Linked DNA regions of Mus musculus: all the other regions are linked to region 5. The links are chromatin contacts, called in public ChIA-PET, HiChIP or PLAC-seq and promoter capture Hi-C maps. All regions are on one chromosome and are shown on one strand. The core of a region is the stretch at or near the end of the contact, and the rest is flanking DNA. Distances in the headings are between cores, read along the strand shown.

What was found. Promoter capture Hi-C pulls out the DNA fragments that hold promoters and counts their contacts. ChIA-PET counts read pairs in DNA pulled down with a chosen protein or histone mark. HiChIP or PLAC-seq counts read pairs in DNA pulled down with a chosen protein or histone mark.
Region 1: a contact with region 5 is called in a promoter capture Hi-C map of embryonic stem cells. The contact joins the promoter of Khdrbs1 here to the promoter of Col16a1 in region 5. A contact is called at or near these places in 6 of 39 promoter capture datasets (the 3T3-L1 cell line, cranial neural crest, embryonic stem cells and 2 more) and 5 of 115 datasets of contacts at active chromatin or transcription factors (astrocytes, effector CD8 T cells, embryonic limb bud and 2 more).
Region 2: a promoter capture Hi-C map of embryonic stem cells shows a contact between it and region 5, with 2.7 times the contacts expected there. The contact joins the promoter of Tmem39b here to the promoter of Col16a1 in region 5. A contact is called at or near these places in 14 of 39 promoter capture datasets (the 3T3-L1 cell line, 3T3-L1-derived adipocytes, the C10 cell line and 9 more), 3 of 115 datasets of contacts at active chromatin or transcription factors (embryonic fibroblasts, memory CD8 T cells and stem cell-derived neural progenitor cells) and 3 of 9 other capture datasets (embryonic stem cells, liver and macrophages).
Region 3: a promoter capture Hi-C map of stem cell-derived epiblast-like cells shows a contact between it and region 5, with 2.9 times the contacts expected there. The contact joins the promoter of Fabp3 here to the promoter of Col16a1 in region 5. A contact is called at or near these places in 6 of 39 promoter capture datasets (cranial neural crest, embryonic stem cells, hematopoietic stem and progenitor cells and 3 more), 1 of 484 Hi-C or Micro-C datasets (nephron progenitors), 1 of 115 datasets of contacts at active chromatin or transcription factors (embryonic stem cells) and 2 of 9 other capture datasets (adipose tissue and embryonic stem cells).
Region 4: an RNA polymerase II ChIA-PET map of memory CD8 T cells shows a contact between it and region 5, with 28 read pairs. The contact joins the promoter of Lck here to the promoter of Col16a1 in region 5. A contact is called at or near these places in 1 of 39 promoter capture datasets (pre-B cells) and 1 of 115 datasets of contacts at active chromatin or transcription factors (memory CD8 T cells).
Region 6: a promoter capture Hi-C map of pre-B cells shows a contact between it and region 5, with 2.4 times the contacts expected there. The contact joins the promoter of Ccdc28b here to the promoter of Col16a1 in region 5. A contact is called at or near these places in 3 of 39 promoter capture datasets (hippocampal neurons, liver and pre-B cells).
Region 7: an H3K4me3 HiChIP or PLAC-seq map of pro-B cells shows a contact between it and region 5, with 2.6 times the contacts expected there. The contact joins the promoter of Kpna6 here to the promoter of Col16a1 in region 5. A contact is called at or near these places in 2 of 39 promoter capture datasets (cranial neural crest and pre-B cells), 1 of 15 datasets of contacts at CTCF or cohesin (large pre-B cells), 7 of 115 datasets of contacts at active chromatin or transcription factors (the NIH/3T3 cell line, bone marrow-derived macrophages, embryonic stem cells and 3 more) and 4 of 9 other capture datasets (adipose tissue, embryonic stem cells, liver and 1 more).

What each region holds. Positions count from the first base shown.
Region 1 is chr4:129,740,332-129,744,640 of GRCm38.p6, forward strand. Khdrbs1 (KH domain containing, RNA binding, signal transduction associated 1) reads right to left here and starts at 1,972. Exons shown (of 9, transcript NM_011317.4): 1 at 1,448-1,972. The coding sequence starts at 1,829.
Region 2 is chr4:129,694,273-129,698,153 of GRCm38.p6, forward strand. It overlaps Tmem39b (transmembrane protein 39b), which reads right to left and starts at 2,573. Exons shown (of 9, transcript NM_199305.2): 1 at 2,443-2,573. The coding sequence starts at 2,446.
Region 3 is chr4:130,306,022-130,310,002 of GRCm38.p6, forward strand. It overlaps Fabp3 (fatty acid binding protein 3, muscle and heart), which reads left to right and starts at 2,717. Exons shown (of 4, transcript NM_010174.2): 1 at 2,717-2,829. The coding sequence starts at 2,757. It overlaps Gm10570 (a long non-coding RNA gene), which reads right to left and starts at 1,684. Exons shown (of 4, transcript XR_868203.3): 1 at 1,602-1,684; 2 at 1,299-1,463.
Region 4 is chr4:129,571,488-129,575,712 of GRCm38.p6, forward strand. Lck (lymphocyte protein tyrosine kinase) reads right to left here and starts at 2,154. Exons shown (of 13, transcript NM_001162433.1): 1 at 2,028-2,154.
Region 5 is chr4:130,045,889-130,049,812 of GRCm38.p6, forward strand. It overlaps Col16a1 (collagen, type XVI, alpha 1), which reads left to right and starts at 1,952. Exons shown (of 70, transcript NM_028266.5): 1 at 1,952-2,195; 2 at 3,745-3,851. The coding sequence starts at 3,779. It overlaps Gm12963 (a long non-coding RNA gene), which reads right to left and starts at 2,534. Exons shown (of 6, transcript XR_003955360.1): 1 at 2,520-2,534; 2 at 1,774-2,038.
Region 6 is chr4:129,622,108-129,626,136 of GRCm38.p6, forward strand. It overlaps Ccdc28b (coiled coil domain containing 28B), which reads right to left and starts at 1,801. Exons shown (of 6, transcript NM_025455.2): 1 at 1,707-1,801; 2 at 493-680. The coding sequence starts at 656. Gm34305 (a long non-coding RNA gene) reads left to right here and starts at 679. Exons shown (of 4, transcript XR_376684.4): 1 at 679-1,095; 2 at 1,527-1,646; 3 at 1,782-3,974. Txlna (taxilin alpha) reads right to left here. Exons shown (of 11, transcript NM_001199695.1): 11 at 3,970-4,029.
Region 7 is chr4:129,671,016-129,675,401 of GRCm38.p6, forward strand. It overlaps Kpna6 (karyopherin (importin) alpha 6), which reads right to left and starts at 1,752. Exons shown (of 14, transcript NM_008468.4): 1 at 1,662-1,752. The coding sequence starts at 1,665.

The sequences.
Region 1 (4,309 bases), core at 722-3,221, 310 kb before region 5:
GGGGGAGAATTCTGAAGCTCTCAGGCAGTCTTTGATGAAATAACCTTTATTCCTTGTGGCTAGGGTCTAATATACATTTTGGGGTGGGGTGGGATCTAAAAGCAGATGCTTTCTATTGGCTTGGTCGGAGAAGTTAGGGATGCTACATCTGCATGTGGAGGGAGGGCCTTCAGGTGTTGGGGGGGGGGTTTAACACCCCGTGTGACTGACTCATGGGGTGTCTTGGTCAAGTGTTCCAGGTTCAGAGTAGGGTTTCTGAATCCGCTCAACCTTCCCAGTTTTTGTCTGGTGACAAGGTTCCATCAGCCCCTCAACAGTCCAACTATTCAACCAGTAGGACAGACTGTGGGTATTAGATGCTTAATAAAAATTAGATATCAGCCGGGCAGTGGTGGCGCACGCCTTTAATCCCAGCACTCGGGAGGCAGAGGCAGGCGAATTTCTGAGTTCGAGGCCAGCCTGGTCTACAAAGTGAGTTCCAAGACAGCCAGGGCTATACAGAAACCCTGTATCGAAAAACCAAAATCAAAAAAAAAAAAAAATTCGATATCATAAAAAATACTAAAACCATGTCTAACAACAGGCGGCGGTTTGAATAAGGAAAAATATCTAAGTCGCTCAAGTCCGGAGAAGAGAGCTCCATAGTCTACAATCAGAGAACAAAGACTACCATTCTTAAACTATCTCTACTCCAGCAAAAACTAAAACAAAAAGACCAATTTCTCGTTCATCTCACGCAAAAGAACCTGCCTGCCGCCCCTTACCTCCCTCTATCATTTCTTTCTACGGTCTCCTGGGCTATCACAACCCCCCCCCCACACACACACACACTTTTGCATAACTTCAGAAACACATTTCAAAATAAAACAGAGAAACCATCCGGGTCTGCAGCAATTCTTACTCGACAGGCCGAAATGGAAAGCTTGGCTTGAGAAAACCTCAAGCTCACGGATTCTCTCGTCGCCCCGACCTCTAATGAACTTAAACCCGAGTTCCCGCTAAATCCCGCCCCGCTCCGTAGATGCGCTGTGCGGGACCGGCATTCCGGCTATCTCTACCTTACACCCCAGGTCTCCATCACCCGCGATTCCCCCCCCCAAATGTTTCCTCTTTGGGAAAGCGGGGAGAAATAGGTTCATTTCTGTTAAGAGCCGGCCCTTGGCGCGCGGGGCAACTACTACGGGAGGAGAAGGGGGCGGGAGCACGGTACTATCCATCAAGCTCTCCGCGCTCTGAGATCGCGAGTCCTCTTCGGGCCTCGTCCGTGGCTCAGAAATCTTCCCTTACACCCTGAGCCCGGGTGGGACTGTGGGTGCAGAATCTCGAAGGCCAGGTCGAGATGACAACTCTCGATGCCCGGGCTCCGAGGGGGTGGGAGCAAGAACAAAGCGGCGGCCACCCACAGTCAGGACCGGGAGACCCAGAGGACCCGCCAAGAACCGCTTACCTACGGACAGCAGCTGCATGGCGTGAGTGAAGGACGGGTCGAGCGAGTCCTTCTCGGCCATGAGTTCAGGCAGGTACTTATTCTCCGGCTCCATCTTGACCGCGGCTGTGGCTGACGGGGGCAGCAGCGGGGTCGGCGCGGAACCCACCACCGTCGCGTCGGGACCAGGGGTGGAGGGAGGCAGCAGCGGCGGCGGCTGGGTGGCGGGCGAGGCCCGAGCGCCTCCTCTGGGCCCACCTCCCCCTCCCCGGGGCCGGTGAGGAAGCGGCGACGGCCGAGACGGGGTCAGACGCACCGAGGGGTGGGCACCTGACGGGTCCTTGGAGCAGCTGCGGCCCGAGGACCGGGTGAGGCGCGAGGCAGGATCGTCCCGGCGCTGCATCGGGGATGATGGGTGGCGAGCGAACGAGCGAGGAAGCGACGCGGCGGCAGCTGAGGCCCGAGCGGCGGTTGGCGGGGGTGGAAGAACAGGAGCGACAGCGACCGAAGCCGACCCGAGCGACCCAGCGAGAGAGCACCGGAAATGAGGCGGCGCGCGTGCGCAGGCGCCTACCGGCACCGCCCTTGAGTTTCTCCGCGGAGAACAAAGTCCCCAGTTGGACCACGGCGCCTGCGCCGACTGAAGACGTCGCCTCCCCGCTTGGGCTCCGAGCTTAGGGCGCCTGCGCGGGCGCCCGCCGCCTTCCTTCATTTCTTTTTCTTTTCCACGTGACCCGGCGCTAGCGGTACACGTGTCTCCCCTCCCCCTCCCCCGGGCGGAGTGCGCGGAGGGGGCGGGCGCCGTGGAATGTCTTTGTCTGCGCTCGGGCCCGCGGAGTGTGCGGCAGGAGACCTGTTATTCGTGCGCCACGCCTCCTTCAACGGCCGAGCCTGGGGAGGTCCCCGAGGGAGCGGTGCCCCGGAGTGGAATCGGGGGCCGCCCCTCCAACCGGGAAATGAAAAGAACGCTTCTGGAGAGAGGGGGACGCGAGGGTTAGAGCCAAGTGAAGCCGGAAGAGAGGGAAAGACTGCGCGAGCGAACGGGATGGGAAGATGGGGATGCGGGCGGGCGTGGTGGGAGGGAGGAGGCTGACCCAGAGATAAGTGATGAGTGTGCGAAAGGGAAGCCAGGAATGGGGAATGCTGTGTGTTGCAGAACTGAAACTCAGAAGGAGTCGAAGGGGTCAGTCAGAGACGCAAAGACCGGAAGAAAAGGGCTCCCTCCATACCCAAGTAGGGCATCCAGGAAGTCAGTCGGCAAGATTTCCATTAGAGCAGGTTCAAAACTAGTGAGAGAATTATTAAAAGATGCATTTGGGGTCGGGTCAACTGGTAATGCTGCTTATCACCTGTTTTTGGAGTCCCCGGCTTGTTGGCTTGTTCCCCACCCACTCATCCCCGGTAAATTCCAAATTTTCTCTCTCTCTCTCCTTCCAACCCCGCCTACTCAGAAAGCCTCAGAACACAAAAAGGCGCCAAAAAATCCAGTCCTGAATTCCTGACTGTACTAATCCTCATCTTTAGTCACCAGCCACCCAAGCCCCACCCTAGATGACCATACCTGGGCACAAGCCCAGCTTGTGGTAGACTTGTCATTTTCTTCGCCTACAATCTATCAAAAAAGTACCAGCCATACTCTGCCCCCGACCTCTGAGGCTGGTGGACTCACCCGGGAACCCATTTCCAAATAGATATGCCTTTTTAAAAAAAATTATTCTTGAATTAGCTTATTTCGTTGGGGGTGGAGGGGACTATTATCAACCTGAGTTCTAGCCCCAGGCCCAAAATAGGAGAGAACCAGCTCTCCCAAGTTTTCTGACCTCTACTTGCACATAGAGGCCTTCATGTCCAGCCATACTAAGGGGATGAGGTGGTTATGCATCCTAGCGCTGAGGAGGAAAAGCCACAGAATTACCTCATGTTTGAGACAAGTCTGGCCTACATACACAGCACAGCTACAGGCCACCTAGGACAGGCCACCCTGTCCCCCAAAAACAAACTAAGAAGCATCTTATATTAGGTCTCTGACAAACTGCAGTCCTAGCACCTGTTAGACTGAATTGTTTTGTTGCCACCTTCTGTTTATTCTGTAAAACGGTGACTCCAGGGCCAGTCCTTAGCCCATGTTGGCTGCCTAGTTCTCAGAGCTCCTAGTACTCCTGCTCTGAATGCTGGTCCTTCACAAGGGATCCCCCTGCACTCTTTCAAAAAGACAAATACTTTCATTTTTCCTTAACACGTGTTTTCACTGCAGAGTCAGTGACTCACTCTCTAACCCAGAGTGGCTTTGAACTCAAAACAACTCAGTCTTAATCTTCAGAATACTGGAATAACAAGACATAAATCACCATGAGACAGATAGTACTGCTGTAAGGACCAGGGCACAGTCTCTAAGATCTCTTCATCCTAGGGTACTGTATGCAGATGGAACCCAAATTAAATCCCATTAAAAGTCTGAGGCTGGGCTGGTGAGATGGCTCAGTGGGTAAGAGCACCCGACTGCTCTTCCGAAGATCCAGAGTTCAAATCCCAGCAACCACATAGTGGTTCACAACCATCTGTAACAAGATCTGACACTCCCTCTTCTGGAGTGTCTGAAGACAGCTACAGTGTACTTACATATAATAAATAAAAAATAAAAAAGAGAAGTTTTTAAAAAAAAAAAAAAAAGTCTGAGGCTGAGATGTCAAGATGTCTGAGCTGGTTAAATCATCTTCAGGCCTGAAGATCTGAGTCGATCTCCAAGACTACACAGTGGGAGGAAAAAACTGACTCTCAAAAGTTGTCCTCAGATCTACACATGTGCCATGAAACAAAATGTACACATACACACACAAAAATAAAGATCTAAACATAACTTAAAATTTTTATAAGTAGCCAATC
Region 2 (3,881 bases), core at 1,323-3,822, 350 kb before region 5:
TCACCTCTTGTGTGACTTGTCCATGGTGCATGTGGAGTTGGACTCAGGTGTGCATAGTTCTACCTTGTCCTTGCTCCTGTCACTTCCAAACAATACCTCTCATTGGCCTGGGACTTGGCAGGTAGGTCAGGCTGGCTGGCTGGTGAGCCCCAGCAATCCTCGGGTCTCAGGCCTCACAGCACTGGGATTACAAGCTCAGGCCATCACACCTACCTTTTACATAGGGTCTGGGGACCAAACTCAGGTTCTCACGCTTGTGTGGCAAGCACATTCAGAACTAAGCTATCTTCCCAACACTTTTTATTTTCTTTTTAGTTTTATTTCTTTTATGTATAAGAGAAGACTGTCGGGGCTGGTGAGATGGCTCAGTGGGTAAGAGCACCCGACTGCTCTTCCGAAGGTCCAGAGTTCAAATCCCAGCAACCACATGGTGGCTCACAACCATCTGTAACGAGATCTGATGCCCTCTTCTGGTGTGTCTGAAGACAGCTACAGTGTACTTACATGTAATAAATAAATAAATCTTTAAAAAAAAAAAAAAAAAGAGAACACTGTCCCTGTCTTCAGACATACCACAAAAGAACATGAGATCCCACTACAGATGGTCATGAGCCACCATGTGGTTGCTGGGAACTGAACTCAGGACCTCTGGAAGAGCAGTCAGTGCTCTTAACCACTGAGCCATCTCTCCAGCCTCCCAACCCTTCTTTTTCATTTTTTGGTTTTTTTGAGACAGGGTTTCTCTGTGTAGCCCTGGCTCTCCTGGAACTCACTCTGTAGTCTTGGCTGGCCTTGAACTCAGAGATCTGCTTGCCTCTGGATGCCAAGTGCTGAGGCTAAAGATGTGAGCCACCACTGCCCAGTCAATGTCTTTTCCTTTGTGCTCTTTGCTTACCAAGGTTCTTTCTGAATTCAGAGCTCACTATTTCACTAACTGATTGGCCTCAGGGTTCCAGCTTTGCCTCCCCGGTACTGGGACTGATTACAGGTGGGTTATTGCACCTGCCAGGCTTCTACCTTTTTTTCCCACAATTCACTCTCTGAGATTATCTTTTGTTTTGTTTTGTTTTGTTTTGTTTTGTTTTAAGATAGGGATTCTCTGTGTAACCCTGGCTGTCCTGGAACTCACTCTGTAGACCAGGCTGGCCTCGAACTCAGAAATCTGCCTGCCTCTGCCTCCTGAGTGCTGGGATTAAAGAAGTGCGCCACCACGCCAGGCGTGAATTCACATTTTAAGCGACTAAGTAGCACAGAATAGCCTCAAACTCACAACCCACCTGCCTCAGTCTCCCAAATGCTAGGATGACAGGATGACAGGCATGTGCTACCAGACTGTTATTTTTACTGCCAGTTCCCTTAATCCGGTTCACTGGACCAGTTTGGTAAGATTTTCAGAGCCTGAGTCCTGAGCTGCTCAGCGCTGGTATTTGCTGGATTTTATCTGGATCTGAGTCTCCAGACGCTACAATCTGGTCAGGTTTGAGACAAGTTTTCCCTCCAGGGCCCTGAGATCTAACTCAATGACCCACGGCCTGGCCTTAACGTCAGAATGGCCTTAGAAAGAGCGCTGTGGTTGGGAATCTCAAACTTAAGATTTTACAAAACTATATTCCCTAAGCTTAGTAGTCTAGCCTAAGATCCTAGGCAGCATCCTGCACTTAGCTCCCAAACCCTTAATCGAAGTTATAACTTCCTCAACTTCCTCACAGCAACACAGTAGCCTCCATTCATACACACGGTGCCCAAGCTTTCCTATCTCTGAAGGTTTTCTGACAGCTCTTCACAATATGCATGTCCAGAAAGCTGACTTCAAGCCCCAAACCGGAAGCTTTGTTCACACGCTGTTATATTTGGTTTGGTTTAGAACCCCCCCCCCCAACACACACCCTCAGCCCAGGAACTCTGCCCACACCCACTATCTTTTAGAAGCTCGGCACCCACATAAAGCCCCTAGCCCAGAAACCCCGCCCACACACAACTGTCAACCCCAAGACCCCGCCCACAAGCCGGGCAATGCTCTCTAGGACTGGAAGCTTGAATCGGAATGGACTCCCTTGGTGGGCTAGGTGTCCCTGCGGCCCCACCGCTCTCAGTGTAAACCCCTATAGTCCAGAAAATTCTCTCCCCCACCGGCAATCACAAAAGGCGAACCCTAAGCTCTCAGCCCCTCCCACCAGAGTGCCCGGCCCCCATCTGCAGACAGGAGAATTGTGTGCCCCAAAGAAAGCCTGAGCCCCTCCGAGCCCCTCTCCCTTTTGGAAGCTCCGCCTACCAAGCGGTGACCCGCCCCCTCAGGACCGGAGGGGCGGGGTCCCGCCTGCGCCGCGTCCCTTCCCCTCCCCCTCCCCCTGCCCGCGACTCCGGTCCGCGTGGGGAGGCAGTTCGCAGCCAGGCTCCCCGCTATCCCGCGACCCCCGAACGAGCCCAGCCAGCTCTGCTCACCCATCTCCTTCCCCCGGCGCTCTCCGCTCACCGCCGCAGCTCCTGCGGGCAATATGTCGGAGGCGACGGCGGCCGAGAGAGGACTAACCGCCGCAGCCCGGGCCGGGTATCAGCCGCACGCTCCCTCCGGCTGCTCAATTTGCATGCTAGGCGGGCTGGGAGTCGGGAGCGCGCTTCTTAAAGGGGCCGTTTGGACAAAAGCTGTGCTAACGCTCTTTGTCTTGCCTTTCCCCACGCCTTTCCCGCAGCTGCTGCTCAAGAGATTCTGGAGCGGGCGAACCCACCTCCCGTGTTTCTTCACCCTGTTCTGACTTAGAGGAGGACACCAGAGCGGCCTTTTGCCTCTAGTGAAGTCCTGTTTTTGTACAACACAGTCACCTCATACTCAGCGAGTCCCAAACTGGGCTTTCAGAACTCTTAGGCTTTAGTGTGCTTTGGCCCACCCCAGTCAAAATCTACGAGTCACTTCCCCTTTCCTCCAAAACTCTATATCCAATTTTTGGCCTCATCTTGATGACCCTAAACTCTATCCATTTCTCATGTTTGATTCTCATGTTCTCCACTGTTGATTTCACTGCCACCACCTTAGCTAAGAACCTGTGCCTGCCATTTTCAAATTTCGAAATAGTGTTAATGGGTATTAATAATAACCGCCTATTAGGGTTCTTAACATTTTAGAATTTGGTGTGCCGGAGAGAGGGAGGGATGCGCAGAGCAGTGGACTTGGGAAGACAACTGGTAGTAGTACTGGTTCTTCTACCATGTAGCCTAACACGTAGGCTATCGGGCTTGGCTACAAGAACCTTTACTTGCTGAGATATCTCGCCAGCCCTTTGATTTTGGTTTTTAAGACAGAGCCTCTGGTAGCCTGGGCTGTCCTTGAATTTGCTATGGATTAGAGGATGTCCTTGAATTTCTGATCCTGCTTCATAGTGTCGGAATTATTACTCTCACTATGACAGATTTATTCAGGGATGGAAATCAAACCTAATGCAAGCACAAATTATCTTGTAGGCATGGAAGATTAAATGAGACAATCCATGTAGTACCTGTTTTAATCAGTGTTAGCCATCATGTTTGGCAAACACTTAACAGAGGAAGCAAGTAGCTACTGTTATTGTTAGTGTAATTTCTTCCCTTGCAAGACTAATAAGCAGTCTATGGGGGTGAGGGTAGGAGATTAAAATTAGGGCCTCATACAGGCTAGGCAAGTGTTCTATCATTCAGTTATATTCTCAGCCTCATAAGCAATCTTTATATTATTGTTAAGTTTTTTTTTAATTTTATGTGAGTACACTGTAGCTGTAAAGATGGTTGTGAGCCTTCAAGTGGTTGTTGGGAATTGAATTTTTAGGACCTGTGCTCGCACCAGTCAACCCCCCTCACTGGGGCCCAAAGATTTATTATTATATATAAGTACACTGTAGCTGACTTCAGAC
Region 3 (3,981 bases), core at 1,467-3,966, 260 kb after region 5:
AGGATCCACCTGTCTGTGTGCCCTGTTCAGTGCTGAGGTTACAGCATGAACAACCATACCTGGTTTTTATGTGGGTGCTGAATGTGTGCATGGTAAGCACCTTACCCCACTGAGCTATCTTATCTCCTTTCAGTGGCTATTCTTGAAAGCAAACTGGCTAGGTGATGGTGCACGCCTTTAATCCCAGCATTTGGGAGGCAGAGGCCAGCCTGGTCTACAGAGTGAGTTCCAGGATAGCCAGGGTTGCATAGAGAGACCCAGTCTTAGGGAGAAGGAAAAGGAGGAGGAGGAGGAGGAGGAGGGGGAGGGGGAGGGGGAGGGGGAGGAGGAAGAAGAAGAAGAAGAAGGGAGAGGAGGAAGAAAAGAAAGAAGATCAGGGCCAGGTGATGGTGCATGACTTTAATCCCAGCACTCAGGAGGCAGAGGCCAGTAGATCTCTGAGTTTGAGGCTATCCTGGTCCACATAGTAAGTTCCAGGGTAGCCAGGGCTAAATAAAGAGATTCTGTCAAAAAAAAAAAAAAACAAAAACAAAAAAAACAAAACCAGAGTTTTTAATGTATTTTCTCTAATGATTTCCAAATATCTCCCATTTCAAAGATGAAACTGATTCCAAGTGACTTAAGTGAACTGCTCAAGACCACATGGCATGGCTAGTATAGCTGTGATCGGGTCTAGAACACAGATCTTTTTGCCAGCAGCTGTCCGCCAGCCCCAGATCTCCAGCACTACATTCCACACTCCATGTAAGCAGACTGCTCTGGTCCCTGGGTCTCAGGCCTCTCAGGCTTTGAGAGAAGAGGCTCCTTGCCTAAAGCCTGTGACCTTGAATCAGAAACCATCCCATGCCCTCCCTCCCTTGGCACCTGCTCTATCGCTGAGGTCACCAGGGCTCCAGGCCCAGCCCTGAGGCCCGTCCCTGTAGCTTTGGCAGAATTGGACCTCTCAGCCTTTTGGCAACTAGACTCTCCAAAGGAATCAAGACAGGGGTGAGAGGACTTTTCCTCACTGGCCTCCTTCCCAGAACAGCCCATGGGTGGGAGAAAGGAACTTCCACGGGGACAGAGGCCCAGGAAGGAGGCCTCACCACACTGCAGGTATACTGGTCAGGCTCCAGAGCTCTGGTAACCGTTCCGGAATGACTACCCTGCACAACCTTCTAGAGGCCAAAGTTCTGTGCTTACCACTCCGTCCCGTGTAGAGAGCTCAGAAATTCATTTATGTCCCTCTTCCTCTGAATCCCCAAGTCAGGACAGGTCCCTCCTAGAGTCACTCCCAGAGGGAGTACTTTAGCCTGTACCTTGATCCATGTGGACTTCTCCAAAGCAGGGCCCGCACAAACCAGGAGCTTACTTTGAGAGAGTATCTTGCCTTGGCTCAGACTGGCCCCCAACTCAGGAATCTCTTGCCTCCAGGTGCAGGTGCCGTATTAACTGTTGGCTCAAGCCAGAGCAGCGGCACACAGCTGTAACCCAGGAGACAGAGGCAGGAGAATCTTTAGTTCAAGGTCAACCCCTGCTACACATTGAGATGCTGACTTGGTAATAATTAAACAGAAACTGCTGAACTAAGGAATAGGCTCCACTGAGGTTCCCTTACTCACCTGTAAAAAGGGGATGATACCACCTACCAACGAAAAAGTTGAGTGTGACCATGCCCTGAAGTAGGCTACAACCATCAATAGTCGGGTCTTATTTAATAACGTACTTTAAGGTGACAAGCAGTCTAGTGGCAGAAGTCAGGGGAAAAAACTGACTTCAGCAGAGGGTCGCGGCTTTCCGGGAGTTAAGGTGGCCGAGGCCGGAAGAACCCTCTGAATAGACAAATTGTCTTCGCGGAGTGAAGAACGACCCTGGCACAAGCTCAGAGGTCAGTAAATAAAGCCTGAAGCGCTTTCAGGCAGCGGCGACGGGTGGGACTGCGGAGAAAGGCGCAGGCGGGAGACATTCCGCAGGGAGGGGCTAGCACGTGTGGGGCTAGCATGAGGGAAGCAAGGTCACGTTCTCCGCCAGCAGGTGAGGCGCTGGGCAGCTCAGCCATCCGCGGTGTCCAAGGCAACTCTTTTCCACTTGTCTGGTAGGAGCAAGAGGGCTCAAAGGCCACTAGACCATGCTCTCTGTCCAGGCTCCAATTCTTTTTTACTTACGGCGACCGCGTCATTCCTCTCCGAGCCTCTGAGCCTCTTCTACAAGAAGAGGACATAGGACCGTTGAGATGGGTTTTTGGGTAAAGGCCCTTGCTGTCAAGCCTTGACAACCCCAGTTTGATACGTGGGACCCACACGGTGGAAGCAGAGAAGGGACTCCCGCGAGTTACAACGAACGCCCCAGTCTCCCACCCCTTCCCCATAAGTACGCCTACACGAGCATACACAATATAAGAATAAAACCACAGCGAATTAAAAAACAAGGCGGCAGAAGGATCAAGCGGCGTTTCTCCAGCGTGGCACCAGCTCAAGGGCGAGTTTCCTTTCAGTATGGCCGGGGGATGCTCTACTTGGGTTGCGGGAAGCGCCCCGCAGCCAGGCCAGGGATGGGTTAGATGGCACCAACAGGACCGCGGGCGCCGCTGACGTAGGCGACGGGAGGGCTGTGGGGGATGGGCCCCAGCCCTTTGCGGGAGTGCAAGCCCCGGCTTCCTATTTCGGGAGCGAGGGGTGTGGGCCACTTTCATCATGTGATGCGAGGGCTATTTAAAGAGGCTGTCCAGCCGGGAGCTGCGGTTCTCAGTGCCTGCTCGCCTCCTCACTCATCGCACCATGGCGGACGCCTTTGTCGGTACCTGGAAGCTAGTGGACAGCAAGAATTTTGATGACTACATGAAGTCACTCGGTGAGCGAACGAACGGCGCAGGATCTAGGGTCAGGAGGGCCGGCAAGGCGGTCTTGGCGCTGAGCTCCCAGGGGGAGTGCCCCCATGTGCCTCCCGCAAGCTCCTAGCCAGTCCAGACAGGGAATACTGAGGTGCGGAGGGTGGCCTGGGCTGAAGCCACTCCACTCCACCCCACCCCACCCCGGCCTCCTGGGAGGGGGGTGTCGCGGTCCAAGCTTGGCGAGCCTCGTAGCTGGAGGGGAAGGGTAGAGGCAGCTGTGGCCGCAGAGGTCCGGGATGGGAGGCTTTCTAGGAAGCAGTGTAGGTGATCCGGAGGTGGAAAGGGGAGGGAAAGAAGGGCGGGAGGCTGGCCGCAGGAGAAGGCAAAGAGGAGCATGGTGGTCCAGAAATTGAATTCCGAAAGGGAATAGAGCAGATAGGAGTGTACAGAGCCTGGAGGAAGACTAAAGAAAATCAGTGAATTCCATCTGGGAAGAGGTGAAGATACAGCCAGGCAGTCAGCAACAAGCCCTACCCCTCCATGTTGGGGTAGTGAAGAGGCCTCTCTCTGGAAGATGCCCTGGTTCTCACCAGCCTGACCTTCACCTACAGTGTGTGCAGCCACCCCTGGGATCAGTCGGAGACGCTGCTGCTAGAGCAGGGCAAGACGACCACTACACATAGGCTTCCCGGCCGCACCAGTCGGCCACCGGATCAGTGCTGGGGATAGGGTGAAGAAAGCCTGGGATCGAGCAGAGGGTGTCAGAAGAAAGGTGAAGAGCTATGAAGGGAGAGTGTGGCTTGGGGCTGGGGAAATTGTGTGGTGTGGGCGGTGACACAACGCCTTTAACCAGCACTCTGGGAAGCAGAGGCAGGTGAATCTCCCGAGTTCTAGGCCTGGTCTATACAGAGAGAATTCCAGGACAGCCAGGACTACACAGAGAAACCATGTCTTGAAAAAAAAAAGAAAGGAAGAGTCCCATGATTTACTTAATAGGAAGACAGCTTGGGACACATGAGCTCATCGCCTCATAGGAAAGCCCAGGATTTCTTTTTGAAGACTGAACTAGAGCCTTGTGCATGCCCCCTACTGCTGAGTTATACTCCCCACTCACACACACACACACACACACCCTCTTTTTACTCTGTGTAACAGGTTCTCACTAACTTCCC
Region 4 (4,225 bases), core at 904-3,403, 470 kb before region 5:
ATGGTATATGAGAAGCTCTGAACAGGGAAGGTATGCTTGCGAGTGTGTCTGGACTTTTTCTAAGATGAAGTCCAGCTATGTAGCCCACGTTGGGCTCAAACTCTCCATGCTCCTGCCTCATTGTTCTGAGCGCCAGACAATACAAAATGGAGCCTGGCTGAGAATCCGGCTCTTAGGATAGATCCCTTCTCTCAGATCAGAATCTGGCCTTTCCGAGAGTTTCACACCCGACCATATACAGGAAACAAGCTCATTTGCAAAACCATACCACCACAAGCGTGAGGGATTGGGTGGTTCACCATGGTGACAAAGCCCCGAATAGGTGTAATTTTTGGGTGTGAACCAACACTCTGCAGGGAGAGGAAGTACCTAGCTTCCCTTAAGCACCTACTGTGTGTCAATACTATCCAGGGCACATTATCATTATTATCCCTTTGATTTTGCCAGGCATTTTGGAAGCAAGAGCTTTGTTATTGTGTCTTTATAAACAGACTGAAATATGGGGCGGACAAACCACTCACTCAGACAGTGAATTCTTCCTGGGCCTTTCTCTGATGCTGAAAAGTGTGTGTGTGTGTGTGTGTGTGTGTGTGTGTGTGTGTGTGTGTTTACACTATACCACACCTGGGCTCTTGCACCTTTGACTTTATTCTGAGGTCTCTGCCTCTGTGGTCCCGGAGAGCAGCACAGGGGGTGGGGACCTTAGTTTTCTGTCCTAAGCACCTTCCAGAATGAGCCTTGTTCAGGAAGCTTCTAGATTCCCTTGAAGGAAACTTCTCCCTCGTCTGATCTCAACCCATTCTCTGACTTTGTCCTCTGGGCTCTTTTGAGAAGAGCCACCATCCTGAGCTCCAAGAACAAGCAACCCTGTTGGATTCCTCTCCCAGTCAGCACAGGGCCAGCCTAGAGGACTGCAGTTCAAGGACAGATGAAACACCGGAAGAGCCAGTGTGTTTCCTGCCCCTGTAAGGAGGCAAGGTCTTGGAAGAGGCCAGCATATGCTGACAAGATGGAAAATCTGTGACATAAACATCTACGGTGAGGCAAGGGAAACCTGGACAGTCAGTGGAGGAAGAGACCGTCCTCCAGAGTTTAGAGTTTGACTGAACGAATGGGTGGTGGCTGGTGACAAGATTCTGGGCCTCTATCCTTTAGGGTCTGAAGGAAGAATCATGAAGGCCGACATGAACACACAAATACAGCTGAGTTAAGACAGGATGGGGACAAGGGCAAAGGCAAGAACATCCTGTCCTGACACTTGGCAGGACAGGAGCGGTGACTTTCCAGAGGGAAGTTCAGAAGTTCTTGCCCTGCTCCAGCTATACCCAGTTCAGGATAAAAATAGTCTTTCCTCTTCCCTTCTCCCATCTCGTTCACTACCAACTTCCCCGGGGAACACACATCCATTCTGGATAAACGCCCTACACATATCTATCTGCTTCCTTACTGACTCCTCTGTGTTTCAGGATGCTGGTTGCTAAGGCTGCCGTCGATTCTCATATGTCCACCTGGATCCCATGGGTTACTCTTTCATCTGTTTCTGCCACTTGGGTCTGCCTTAGGGACCTGGGGACTGATTCCTGGGGCCCTGCCCTCAGGACGGTCCATCTCATCACCCTGTGTGCCACAGGCATAGAAGGAGCCCAGGTCAAGCCTACACCCCCACGCAAGGTCCTGCTTTGCCGCGGACCATCGTGAGGAGGTATGGGTTAAGACAGGGTCACAGCCACCTTTGGACCTCAGAAACCTCATCCTCTGAGCTCAAGGAACTGGACAGGTGGCTGCTGGTGGCCTTCTTAACACTTGACATCATGTGCTGGCTCTCCCAGGAGTGTGCTCCTCCTAAGGTGGGAAATGATGGACAGCAGATGGCAGAGGCAAGAGCCACCAGCTCAGACAACCTCCAGGAAGGCATTTCTGAAAGGTTTCTGTACACCTAAGGAGCCTAGGCCTCCACAGACGCAGTGTTCTGCTGTCTGGTTCCCACCATTGCCCCCTTCTACACTGTTGTTCCCAGTACCCCTTACCTGCCCAGCCTGGGAGCCTTCTGGCCTATTCACATGATGCTCCTAGCCTGGCTTGGCTGCCTGGACCCGGTGTCAGCTCCCCTCGCCGTCGTAGTCACCACCTGTCTCCTCGCGCCCACGTTCCACCCTGACTTCCTGTCTCCTGAGGGCTCTGCAGCCAACCCAGCCCCAGCAACCCAACCACAAGCCTCCAGCACCTCAGGCTTCCTGCTGCCATAGACCTAGACCCCCTCAGCCTCTTGGGTCCCATACATCTCTAGGCCAGCTTCTACTCATACTGAGGGAGGCACTTAGGGAGGAAGGCTGTGTGTGATGGCATAGGTCCATATTCCCAGCGTTCTGGAGGTGAAGACAGGAATGGCTACATACAGAGTTCCAGACCAGCCTAGACCCCTCAAGTCCAATCATCATCATCATCGTCGTCGTCGTCATCAACCAATGAGAGGATTTTTTTTTAACGCAGGGACTCACCGTGTTGCCCTGACTGTTATGGAATTTGCTATGTTGCCTTGAACTCACAGAGATTCACTTGCCTCTTCCTCCCCTTGAAGGTCACTAAACATGGTGGGGAAGGCTGTTTGATGGAGCACTCCTCCTACCCTCCAAGATACTCCTGGGTAAGAGAAGAGAGCCTTTGCCCCCGTGAGCAGAACACAGCAGCTACAGTTTAGCTCACAGGGAAGGAAATGGCGCTGCACTCAACTCCAGCCGTGCTATGTAAGAACTGGGTGGCCTTTAATTTAGCCGGACAGCCAAAGGCATCTCTTGTTCAGAGTTGAACCTGGACAGCATCTATCTCTGTTAGATAGTTGGTGACAAGGTTATATGTACTATAGTAAAAACAGCAGCCACATTCACTGGCAGAGCCGTATCCATGTCATCCTGTGCCTAAGGATCGACTGTTGACAGTCTGTTTCAGGAGGAAGACAAGAAAACCTCATGTCTTAAGGCCCTAGTGACAGGCTGGGGCATGGTGGCATAAGGCTTTAATCCCAGCATTCCGGAGGCAGAGGCTGGCAGATCTCTGCAAGTTTCAGGCCAGACTAACTTATGCAGTAAGTTCCAGGACAGCCAGAGCTACATAAAGAGACCCTGTTTCGATAGATAGATAGATAGATAGATAGATAGATAGATAGATAGATAGATAGATAGATGATAGGTAGATGGATAGATAGGTAGATACACACATACATACATACATACACACATACACACATACATACATACACACATACATACATACACACATATATGCATACAGAGATACATAGATACATAGATGATAGAGATAGATACATAGATACATAGATAGATACATAGATACATAGGTAGATAGATACATACAAACATAGATACATACAGAGATACATAGATAGATACATAGATGATAGAGACAGATAGAAGATAGATAGATAGATAGATAGATAGATCGATAGATAGATAGATAGTAGATATAGATAGATAGTAGATAGATAATAGATAGATAGATAGATAGATAGATAGATAGATAGATAGATAGATAGATAGAATAACAGGCAGGGGACAGGACAGCACAGCAGAATGGTAATTCAAGTAGAGGCAAGGCCACACCCCTAATGGAGCGCATAGCCATAACCACGAGTTGCCTCCGGTAGAGGACCGAGCAAGCATACTGCACAGGTATCTGTGGCGGGCAGAGACATTCTGACATCAGCAGGAGTTTAAGAACTCCACAACAAGCTGCCAGCAGGCAAAAATGAGGATTGTGTCCCTCACAGGCAGAGGGCCAGGCCACCAGTGATGTGAGGAACCCCAAATGGCCCCTATCAGGGCCAAGAATGGGTCCTGACCTCACTGGAAAGAAAGTGTAAATGTGTCACCTCTTGAGCTACGCTGAGTGAGCAGGCAGGGGGAGGGGAGCCCACAGAGCATTGTTGGGGTTTGTGAGGTAGGAGCTGAAGCTGTGTGCACCTCAGCTGCAGAGGGAAGGGGGAACAGGAAATGGCGGGGGGGGGGGGGGGGAGGAAGTCTGAGTTGGAAAGTCAGACAAAGAGAGAAACACAGAAACAAAGGCTGAGAGTCACACAGAAGGAAAAAAAAAAAAACAACCCAACCCTGAGAATGACAGAGCCGGCAGATGTGTCTCCAGACCTGATATACCGCCCTGCTGTCCTCACTTAGAAACCTTAGCATTTTACAGCTCACCTCAGCTTCAGCAC
Region 5 (3,924 bases), core at 702-3,201:
GCAGCGTGGTTAGGTTTCCGCTGACTCAGGGATGGAGGTGGGAAATCCCGGGCCTGTCATGGCTCCGCCTGGGTTAGATGGGGCCACAGGTCTACAGCTTTAACCACCCTACTCCGACCGGAAGCCATCCTTGGGATGGAGGGTCTTAAGTCGCTTCCTTTCTAACCCCAACATATACCCTACAGCCGCTTCGCTTCCTTTTCTGAGGTTCATCCAAACTCAACTGTTTTTGCCTCTTTAGACCCTGTATATAAAGAAAACCTCCCTGTCCCTTAATGCCCACCCCCACTCCCTACAGACCCTGTCCTCTGCTAAGGATCCCAATAATGAAAATCGCAGCAAATATCTCTCCTCTTACGTGCCAGAGCACGGCTAAGCATTCTCACAGATGTTAATGAGTTTCCTTTAACAAAGCTACACGGGCAGCTGCAGGCATCTCATCTCACAGATGTGCAAATGGAATTAGAGATAAAAAGTAGATTTGAACCAGGCCTGCTGGGCACCGACTACCCAGGAGGCTGAGGCTAGAGGGTTGAAAGATCTAGGCTTGGCTGGGTGTGCTGGTGTGCATCATTAGTCCCAGCGTTCTCTAAGCAAGGGGGAATCTCTGTGAGTTCAAGGCCAGCCTGGTCTGCAAAGGGAGTTCCAAGACAGCCAGGGCTACATAGTGAGAACCTATCTTAAAAATAGAAAGTTCTAGGTTTGCTTCTGTCCCAGACCAGCTCAAGGCCAGCCTGAGCAACAGAGCGGTTTGGGTTTTTCGTTTGGTTGTTTTTTTTGTTTGTTTATTTGTTTGTTTTTGAGACAGGGTTTCTCTGTGTAGCCCTGGCTGTCCTGGAACTCACTTTGTAGAGTAGGCTGTCCTCAACTCACAGAGATCCACCTGCTTCTGCCTCCTGAGTGATGAGATTAAAGGCAACAGGCTGCCACCACCAAGCATGTGTGTGTACACCTGCACAAATTTACACATCACACACACACACACACACACACACACACACACACACACATACCACTATACCACCAAGGGGGGGGAGCATTAGCCTAGAATATGCAAACTCTAGGCTCAATATCCAGTTAAAAAGAGAACAAAACCAAGTTTGAGGGCCATGGAGATGGCTTAGCAGGTAAATGTGCTGGCCACCAAGACTGACCACCTTAGCGGGATTCCCCCAGAACCCCTATTGTGAAAGGAGATAGCTAACTCCATCAATTGTTCTCTGGCGTCCACACATACAACATGGCATTTACAACTATGCCTGTGTACACGTTCCGCACATACACATACAAAATAAATTAATTTAAAAAAAAGTCTTCTTAAAGCAGGGAGCAGGGAGGGGGCAGGGGGTAGGGATCTGAGTCTTTCCAACCTTCTGGAGTCCAAGAGGACTCCCTGACCCTACTTCTGTAGAAATGGGGACAGAGCAGAAGGAGTTAATTTAGCACAGGGTTGGGGAGTGGTGCTCTATCCCCTCCTCCCAGTGCAAGCAGAGGTTCTACAGCCTAGGAATGCTAGGCCCAGGCACTGGAAAAAGCTGACCACCGAGGCTTGGTCAGCAGCCACGTCGCGGGTTCCACGACTATGGAGGAGGGGTCTCTAGTCTTCTCCAGCTTTCTGGGGTCTCAGCCAAGGAAATTAGGGGGGGCACTAAGGAGGTCCCGGGCGCGCCTAGCCTGGCCTCCCTCCCGCCAGCCAGCCAGCCGCAGGCGCCCCTTCCAGGGCAGCTCTGGGCACGCAGGGTCCCGCCTTGCTCCGCTCACCCGCAGGCTCACCTGGCTGGGGAAGCGGGACGGGCGGGCCCGGGCGCAGGGCCAGGCCAGGAGCGCGGCGGTGCAGGCCAATGGCCAGTGCCTCCGCAGCCGCCGAACCCTCGCGGTCTCCCTCCTCCTCCAGCCTGGCGGGCCGGCCCAGCTGTGTTCCATTAGCCTCTTGGCAGGCCCCCAGCCCCCTGGAACCGCCCTCTTCCCTCTCCAGGAGCGGCCGGCAGTTCCTGCAAGCAGGCGTGTGAGTGTGCGCGCACGCTGCGCTGCACTCAGTCTAGAGAACTCAGGACGTGGAAAAGCTGGGGTCAGCGCAGACTGGCAGGGAGAGATCGAGGATCCTCCTGTGGGCCGTGGACCCCTGGCCCTGCTTCCCATAGCTGGCAGCCTTAGGGCTGCCAGGATTGCTCAGTGAAGGGCTCCGCGGGCCGTTGGTAAGTGGGCCAGCACTGGGCTGCTTCTCCCTCTGAGCTGAAAGGGCATATTCTGCTACTGACTCGCTATGTGACCTGGGGCAAGTGGCTAGCCCTCTCTGAGGGCCTCAGTGCTCTTTTTCTGCCGTGGGGTGATCTGGAAACTCCATGCTGGTCCTGCTGTCTCTGCCTCCATCTGTGTCTGTGTTGAGGGGGGCGGGGTCTCCTTGGAAGCATCTCTCTAGCTCATCCCTACAAGCCCTTCACTCAATCTGAGGCCTGGGAGTAGGAGCCAGAGTGGTGAACATGTTGAGCCCATCTCTATGTTCACGCCTCCACATGCACCCACATGCTGCTCATAGTCGGCTACCTTTCCACTGGCTGTCAGGAAGGGAAGGTCAGGCTGGGGTTGGAGAGTGGGGGGGATGCACACCCCTAGGATGGGAGATGACTGAGGTGGGGGCACAGATCCATCCCAAGAGTCCAGCCTCATATATATATATATATATACACACACACACACACACACACACACACACACACACACACACACGCATGCGTGAAGGCATCCTTTATTCTGTATCCAGCAATAAGGGAGATAAGTAAGCATGGCACCGTACAAAATCTGACTTGCCTAAGAAAGTACCAACAGAAGAGCCTCCTGGAGGGTGCTCATAGTCTGGCTCTGGACAGGAGCATGTATGTAAACTGGGCTTATCAGTTCTCATGTCTCTTAGCTCGCTTGCCTGCAGCTAGGTTTGATTGCACAGTCCCGGCACCTATGTGCCTATAAGCCTATGTGTATTGTATTGATACACATGGCTTTGTGTGCTCATGATCTGCCTGTCCTAGAAGGGGCCAGATGATATATGACTCTGCTGGCCACTTGCTGAGCCTGCATTGATTTATCTGGGCCCATCCATCAGGGTTTAATAAAACAAAAAGACGAGCATCCATCAGCGGGAGAGGTTGGCAACGGGGTCCTGAGCCCTGGTGACCTGCTCTCCTGCCCCTGTACACACAAGGGGAAGCTTTCTTGGCTCATACACAGCCCTGTGATCTCTGCCAAGAGACTCAGTCCAGTCTTCAGCCCCTGACCTTGTAGGTGCCTGGCAGGGCTAACCTGGGCTCAGCTGAGCACAGCTCTCCAGGTACTGGGCCACTATGCACCAGTGCAGAACACAGCCCTGGGATTCGTGAAACATTTTTGATAAATTGCCTCTGCTCATGGCCCCTTGCTTTCTCTGCCTCTGTGATCTTTTAGAACCCTCTAGACCTCTCCTCAACCCAGCGGCAAGCTCATGACATAGCAGAAGCTGTCTGGGCCTTGCTTCTGTGCTTCAGCTAGGCTTGTGCTCGGGCTGGTGAGTGTCTAGGGCATACCGGTGGTTAAATATTTTCTTTATTACTACTGCCCAGATTCTCACCCCAGGCTTGTGTGGGGCCTCTAAGAGGAACTGACACCAAGCCCTTATCCCTGCAGTCCCTGGTACATGGGTCCCAAGAAGGCTGTCACTTACCCACACTTTTGGGCACTCTGAAGCCCACCCCCCATGTCTCTGGTTGTCAGGTGCCGAGGCTGCAGCTGATCTCTCTGGACCAGCATGTTGACATCCTGGGCTCCCGGCCTGTGGGTGCTCGGGCTCTGGGCCACCTTCAGCCATGGGACAAATATAGGTGAGCTGACACAGGCCTACATCTGACTCCCTGAGATGGTCTTTGCACATACGTGACCATGTATATCTCAGCC
Region 6 (4,029 bases), core at 551-3,050, 420 kb before region 5:
CCTGCACTACCACTTGCAGCCAGACTTCCATTATTTAAAAAGAACTGAGCAGAGAACTTAAATGGGCGAGGGAGAAAGCACAGTGGGAGAGCACTTGCCCAGTATCAGTATCTTGAGGTCAATCTCCCAGCGTGGTGACCAAAATACAATGAATTTAAAAGGAAGGAATCGTCCTCCCTGGTGTTTATCCCTACACTCCTGGGGCCCTTCCATCAGTGTCTTGGTTCTCATGGCATTCTCAGTCTTGATTATCACCTCCCCTCATCAGTGTCTAGCAGCTTCCTCTCACAGTCACACTCACTCACTCCCTCCTCAGAGCTAGAGCCAGTGGTCTCTATGTACCTGAGGACACGTCGGGTCTACATCCCCAGTGAATGGGTAAGGCATTGGCTGCTGTTCAGCAGCGATGTCGATGTCTGCAGGTCCTCCTTACACAGTGCTCGGCTCACACCTGGGAGTCTCCAGTCTGGCCAAGAGCCCCTCCCTACTCACCTCTTGAACTTGGCTCGCTGCTTGGGTGATGGCAAATGAGGGAGTCCCAGAGCCAAGGAGCCACTGTGGCTGGTGGGCACAGGGACTCTGCGCAGTGTGCCTGGGGCCTGTGCTGGTTGGGTCAGGCAGGGCTTAGGACTCCGTTTCTTCTTTTTGTCTTCCATTGGGTGGTGTGTTGGACCTCAGGTCTGGGAAGGAAGGGGGCAAAATCATCCCTTCACTCAGCACCCTCTTTCGTCTGAGAGGAAGGGTCTTCAGATGTATCTTTGTCCATCAGTCAGGAGCTCTGTCCTCTTGTCTGTACAGGGTCATATGCCAGCCTGCTGCTGGACTGTAGCTATGCATCTGAAGGACCTCCCAAGGCCAGCAAAGCCCTTTTCTTCCTGACAGCCCCATCTGCCTGCTGGAGAGGGCTGGCCCAGACCAGGGTCATCTTGCTGTTTTCCTGTCACTACAGCCCAGAGCCTGGGGCTGTAGAGGAAGATGCTCAGGAGACAGGGTGGATGTGACTAGGGGAGCAAGCTGAGGATCAGGAGGCCATTTGCTAGGCAACGGTCTGTATATGGCAGCGGATACTGACTAACTGCATGAGGTGCAACCAAGGTAAGGCAGGGACACCTGGAAATACCCTGGTGTCAATCATATGGACCAGGAATAGCCGGCTCATCACTGGCCTCTCTTCCACTTCACTTCAACTACACATGCCAGGGCTGCCCAGAAGTTCCCAGGACAGCTTCTAGTCTCTTCTTTTTCTAGTTAGAAAGTCTTTAGGGGCTAGACCTCCAACAATGTAACTCTGACTTGATTAGCTTAGCTTGACTCCCCTACAGCCCCATCACCTAGGTATCTGGTCTGCTGAGGTCCTCTCCAGGGGAGGTCTCAGCTCCCTCACTTTACTTCCGAGAGGGCGATGGTCAAATCGGAACATTAAGCGTTTAAGCTGGCATGGAACAGCTGGGTGGCATCAGTGGGGCTCGGGGGTGGGGTGGGGGGTGGTGGTGGTGGGAGACAGAACTCTTTTTCTCTCCATGTAGCAGCAGTGTGACCCAGTAAGAGACCTGATGGAAGCGGCAGCCAGAGCGACTGTGATCCGCCTGAGATGTGCCTAAGGAAAGATTCAGTTCTCAATTCGGGCTTCAAAAAACAAGCATCAGGTGCGGCACCCCGCCCCCATCCTCCTCACTCCCTTCTCGCCCCCTTGGGGTTCTACTGACCTGGAAGTTTGGGGTCTGGAGTGTGAAACAGTGCTTCTTTGCAATCTCCCTTCACCCTGCTTTCTCTCTCCTCAGGGGAACTGGAGCTGGAGGGAGCTAAGCTGGCTGGAGATGATTTGCATTTAAAGAGAAAGTAGCCCTCTTTGGATTCCCTGGGAGCGGAGCCGGAGGAGAGTACTTCCGTCGATTTAACAGTTCCCCTTCCCTACCTCCCACAAGAACTAAAGGAGCACTGTTAGTTACGGGATATGGATTTAAAATCATTTCCTTTTCTTGTCACGTTTGGAGGGGATCCCTTACAAAATGGTGGTGGCTTTGTTTGCAGCAGGGGTGGTAGGGAAATGATGGGGCTAAATGAATGTGTGGGCAGAGGCAATATATAAGTATACGGGAAAATGAGGGGCGGACACCAGAAGGAACAAAGACAATCAGTACCCAGCACCCTGTTAAGCCTTTTATGTACATTCAATCCTGAGACATAACTGTTATCCCGATTTTACGGAAAATAATCAATTGTCACTCATTCCTGGGCACGGTCGCTGTCCTGTGACATCCAGATACTCCTAGCCTGTAAGCGCTGAAGAACTGACAGGGCCTCTCCCCACCTCCGAACCAGAGCAAATAGGATCCCAAGCAGGCTGGCAGGAGGTGGGGCGTGAGAGCTCCGGAAGGAGGCTGGCCCAGAACTGTTGGCGGTTGTGCTGCTGGAGGAGGGAGGTCCCACCAATGAGGCTATTTGAAGATCTGGCAGAGGAGTCTGGTTCAGATCTCCAGAACAGCATCCGATGCCACAGGAGAGGGTGTCAGGCTGCCCAGCAGGCTCAAATTAAAGCGACCTAGGCAACAAAGCATCCATCTTCCCTTTTCCTTTAGCAACAACAGTAGGTTTCCCTGGCTGTGGGCACCCAGAGGTGTTGCTTCTGGGATCTTTTCCAGGTGCTGTTAACATGCAAACTGCTCTAGGAAGCAACTCTAATCCAAGACTTCTAAACAACCAAGAACCGGAGGGAGGGGAGCACGCTGGAAGGTCCCTTTCCTCTCAGAATTGCTGCTGGAGCAGGGTGCCAGCTTCGTTCATCAAAGTGACAGTGGGCCCAGGAGCACCCGGGGTTGCCACCTTCAGCTGCTTCCCTGAGGAGCCAGAAGCTTTTGCGGAGCCACTTGCGCTTGCAAGCTCCTGATGCGGAGGCAGGAAAGGAATCCTCTCCACCCCTACTGGAGGACTTTTAGAATCAATTTGTCTACCGCTTCTGGCTAGAAGGAATCAAGGGACAGCCCCTATAAAGCTGAGCAGTTCCATCTTTTCTGCCCAACCAACCCAGAGACCTGGTGCTGGCTGAGGCCACCTACAGTGTCCCTTAGAGGAAACCAGCTGAATTAGGGAACTACTAAGGCCGCGCGCATGCGCATTTCCCCAGGAGGGCGAGAGCACAGACCCAGTAGCTTCCTACCCCTTACTCAGCTGTGTGAACACCTTCCTTCAATAGGTCCTCAAGGCCCTCTGGGTCTGCTCTGAACTCCTAAGGAACACCTAAACACAAACCTCATCTCTCCCCTCACCCTCCTGGGCACCTGTCTCACTAGTCTGCTTCTGCCTTTGGGTTAAAGGCATGTTCTCCCACACTAGGTTCAACTGAGTATTGGATGAGGTCATGACTTGTCTGTCCTTCTCAGGACTTCTGCTTTAAAGCTTTGTTTCCTCTCAGTAGCTACGTTTTTTTTTAAAAATTACATGTATTATATGAGCACCAGTGCATGAGTGGCGGTGGGTGTCAAGCTGTATATATGGAGAACAAAAGGCAACTTGAAGGAGCAGATCCTCTCTAGCATCTGGGGAGCCACCCCTCCTCCTCACGCCCTTTTTGAGACAGGGTCTCACTACAGCAAACTGGAACACTACATGTGCATCAGGCTGACCTCAGAGTGCTGGGAACAAGGGCACCCCACCTGGAGAGCCTCAGCCCCGCCCCTTGAGATAGGGTTTCTGCTCATATAAGCCTAGCTGATATTGCCCAAGGCAGCCTTGAACTCATAGCAACCATGCCTCAGCCTTTCCATGCTGGGATTGCAGCTGTACACACCTTATTGAAATGTCTAACATTTTTTACTTATGTCCTTTGATTTTTTTTTTTTCTATGCCAAGAGCAAACACAGCTAAAGAATCTGTCATGGTCCTCAACTTGTGGCCAGGAGGATGTGGGACGATGACCGGCCACTGCCACTCTGCAGATCCAGAAAGATCCAATAATTCGATTGGCTGAGATACAGGTAAGGCAACAGGACTATTTAATGTAAAATTCATCAATAGCAAGTCCCTGGCTGC
Region 7 (4,386 bases), core at 502-3,001, 380 kb before region 5:
CTGCTGTGAAGTAAAATGTGAAAGAATGTCGTTCCTGGCTGACTCTCATCAGCTATGTTAGCTCCTTCAAGCCTGTTTCTCAATCTCTAAAAAAACGTCTCACAGACGATGCCTTTCCCTCTAGGGCTCCAGTTACCTCCCAGAATCAATCTATACTTTCCAGAGGATCTGGAAGTGTAGAGTGCTTTAGGGAAAAGAACCGCTCGCTGTATTCAGGGTGGGAAGAATGCTGTTACATTGTTTGCAGAGTTCTTGCTAGGTTACACATACTCCCTTCCTAGAGATGTGAAGGCTCAGAAATGGAGGAACGTAGGGCTTGTTGCAGTGTGTTAGACGCCTTCTCTATGCACAGTTTTGTTTGAAAACTGGATGAGAGGTGGGAAGTGGCAGGCCAGATCTGATTCTGAAATCACTGGCAGAGAAAGTCTTTTCTGTTTCCTCAGAATTAGAGATTATAGCAAACTTTAGAAATGCACTACTCTTTACAATAGGCGGAGGTCAGCAATTCACTCTAAACTTTTCCACTTTCATTCAGACTAAAGATTTCAAACTGGACCCATATCAAAACACAACTTCCCAACTTTACGCAGGGTTAAAACTGTCCCCCCTCTCTCTCATCCCACCACTAGAGGGCCAGCCCATAAAAGGCACCAGTTAATTCCTAGGGCTCTGGAGTGATCACCCTGGTTTAATCACCGCGTGACCTTGGATAAGTTACTTTACCACTCTAAGCCTCAGTTTCCCCATCTGCAAAACAGGAATAACAGCAGCACCTATCCCACTAGATTGCAATTAGGTTAAACAAGACACGTTAAGCACTGACAATAACGTCTGCACGTACAGATTGGCAAATTTAAAGTTTTTCACTTTACTGATGCCAACAAATTACCAATACTGGTTTCACTTCTGAATTCGAAGACCATCATCGTATTCTTTTGAGCAACGGCTTTCGTATCCGGAATGCTCTTTAAAAAAGATCAACAGGTCTCTCTTTTTCTCCTAACCAGAGTTGGCCCAGAAACAGTAAGTCCCTGACCTGTCTGTGCCAAGAAGTCTTGGCTTTGGTCTCTCTACCACTGCGAAGGCTGTCACTGAGTCTAGCCGAACCACCCCATTCCTGCGCCGACTGGGACATTTTCCTGGCCTTCAAAGGCCCAAGCTCTGCTGGACCCGGCCGGCCCTTGGTTACCGGGCCGGAGCTGGCCTGCCCTGGGTCTCCTCTCCAGAGGACTCTACCCTCTACGTAGGCAGCTAGGACTTCACTTGGTTCAGAAGCCCGGCGTCCAAAAGCCCGAGGAAGCAGGCTCTCCGCGGCCAGGCCTGCTGCTGGAGCCCGGAGCCCGGCCCCCGGATCCACGGCAGGCGCAGGGCGAGAGGGCAGGGCTCTGCTTACCCCGGGAAGCGCGAGCTCTGACCCGAGGCCACCACGTGGGGACAGCCCAGGACGCTAGCAGTGCGGAACAAGCCCCCAGGGCTGCTCCCCGTGCGGGCGGCCCTACGCCAGCCCTAAACTGGCCCGAGGGGCGCTCCCGATCTGCCTTCTCCTCCCATGCCTCTCTGGATGCTTCCGACATCTGCTTCGGACGAGAGACAGGCCCTCGCCAGACCCCGCTCCCCGACACCTCGGCCCGAACACCCATCTCCTGAGCCGCTTCACTCACCCATCGCGGCTCCGCTCGCTCGGACTTGGCGGCGGCCGCAGCGGTAGCTTCAGCGGTAGCCTCGGCAGACAATATGGCGGACCTGCAGGACGGCGGCCTGACGGGGACAAACGTTTTATACCGTGCTAAAACGCGTTCTTAACCCTCACGCCCCCTTCCCTCCAAGGGATATCAGGATAGGGGCGGGCTTAAAGAGAACGCAGCCACTAAAGATGGCAATTAGGGATGGAATAGACAGCCGAGGCTGGAGGGAGACTAGAAGGAATATGTACAAAACAAAGTGTGTCAAACTCTCTGCCTCTGCTTCTGTCTCCCAAGTGCTGGAATTAAAGGCGTGCGCCACCACCGCCCGGTTGCCACAAGCACTTTAAACCACTGGGCCATCTCTCTGGTCCTTGCTGTCTGTGGTTTTAAAGGCAGAAGGGGCAGAACGATTGGACCTGGAGATCCAATCTCTTTCTGTTTTTATTTCTTCTTTATGGCGAGACCTTCTTTCCCAAAAATTCTTCATAATTAAGCCTGTATAGACCCTGAACTAAATAATTATTTTGAGAGAGGAAGTGATTCGTTCAAGGCTCCGGAGATAAGGAAAAGGAGTGGAGATTAAGCTGGGGTTTGAATATTGTTTTTGTTCATTTGAGACAGGATCTTTACTATGTATCTCTGGCTGGCCTGGACCTTTATAAATCAGAAAGACTTCAAACTCACAGCGATCCACCTATCTGCCTCCCAAGTGCTGAGGTAAAAGGCTCCCAGACCAGTTGTTTGTTTACGGGAGGCAGGGTTTCAGATATCCTAGACTTGAACTCTAGATTCTCCTTCTTCCACCTCCCCTCTGCTGAGGTTACAGGTGTGCGCTATCACACTAGAGGGAGTTTGTTTCTCCAGCAAAAGGGTGTGGTGGGGTAGGGGCAGAGCCCAGTAACCTTTTAATGACAGGGTCAGTTCTATATTGCTGACTAGTATGACCACCACCTTCCAGTGTCTGACTTATAGCTATTGAATGAATAAATGAACAAATAAACAAGCAAACAAATAAATAACAGGTCAATGAGCTCCCTTTTTTAGTGATGAGGACCTTGAAGCACGTGCCTTTTGAATCAAGGAATTTGGGGCTGATGCTTATTAACCTCCTTATTTTGCATGATAGCATTCCAGTCTTCCACATCAACACACAGAGCCGGGGTTACGTCCAATCTTGCCAATTCTAACCAAATGCCTGGCCGATAAAGTGAAACAACTCAAAAGTCAAATTCTATGACTTGAGGAAAAGGAATACTGTTATCACAATAATCAACCTCCTTATCTCACTTATCTCCAAAATCGTTCTGCCCCATCTGTCTTTAAAACCAGAGACAGCGGGGCTGGTGAGATGGCTCAGGGGGTAAGAGCACTAACTACTCTTCAAGAGGTCCTGAGTTCAAATCCCAGCAACCACATGGTGGCTCACAACCATCCGTAGTAACATATGATGCTCTCTTCTGGTGTCTAAAGCTACAATGTACTTACATATAATAAATAAATTCTTAAAAAACAAACAAACCACAGAAAGGACCAGAGATGGCCCAATAGTTGAAAGTGCTTGTGGCAGCCGGGCAGAGCAGAGGCAGGCGGATTTCTGAGTTCAAGGCCAGCCTGGTCTACAGAGTGAGTTCCAGGACAGCCAGGGCTACACAGAGAAACCTTGTCTCGAAAAAACAAAACAAAAACAAAACCAACCCTCCCCCCAAGAAACAACAAAAAACAACAAAAAGAAAAAGAAGAAAAGAGAAAGTGCCTTGGAATCCCTGGTGTACAGAGATCTCCAACTTCTGAAATTGCATGCTATCTTTGCTCATGTGCTATTAACCAAATGTACTACACACACAAAATAAATAAGCAAACAAACTAGCATTTCTCATCAGAAATGAGATCTGGGGCTGGTGAGATGGCTCAGTGGGTAAGAGCACCCAACTGCTCTTCCAAAGGTCTGGAGTTCAAATCCTAGCAACCACATGGTGGCTCAAAACCATCTGTAACGAGATCTGACTCCCTCTTCTGGTGTGTCTGAAGACAGCTACACTGTACTTACATATAATAAATAAATAAATCTTTAAAAAAAAAGAAGTGAGATCTGATGCCCTCTTCTGGTGTGTCTGAAGACAGCTAAACTTACATATAATAACTTACATATAATAAATAACACAAGGCCCTGGATTTAGTCCTGAGCTCTGGAAAGGAAACAAATATGAAAAAGACCAATACAAAAATCAACAGAAAGGTAACTAAATACATTGTATCGCTCTTCTTGTAGCAATTTCCCACTGCCTGCTCTCAGGAATTTTCTTCACTTTCAAGGGTCAGAAGCTGGCTCCTGACACACTGGAGTTAAGCAACCCTTTGGTGCTTCACTCTCACTCGGGTGGCTTTCCTCCTCATGCCCGCCTAGTGACCCCAGCAACCATAACTGTCATCTCGGAAGCACCGAGAGTTCCAACACGGTCCCTATTGTGCTTTTTTTAAAGAAATAAAAATGTAAAAATTACCTTTTTGGGGCTGGCTCAGCGATTCAGAGCACCTGCTGCTCTTTCAGAGGACCAGGTTTGATTCCCAACAGATGGGAATCACAAACCATTTGCAATTCCAATCTCAGCAGGTTCAATACCCTCTTTTAACTTCCAAGGGCACCAGGCACACATATGGAGCATATACATATATAGGCAAAGCACTCATACACATAAAATAA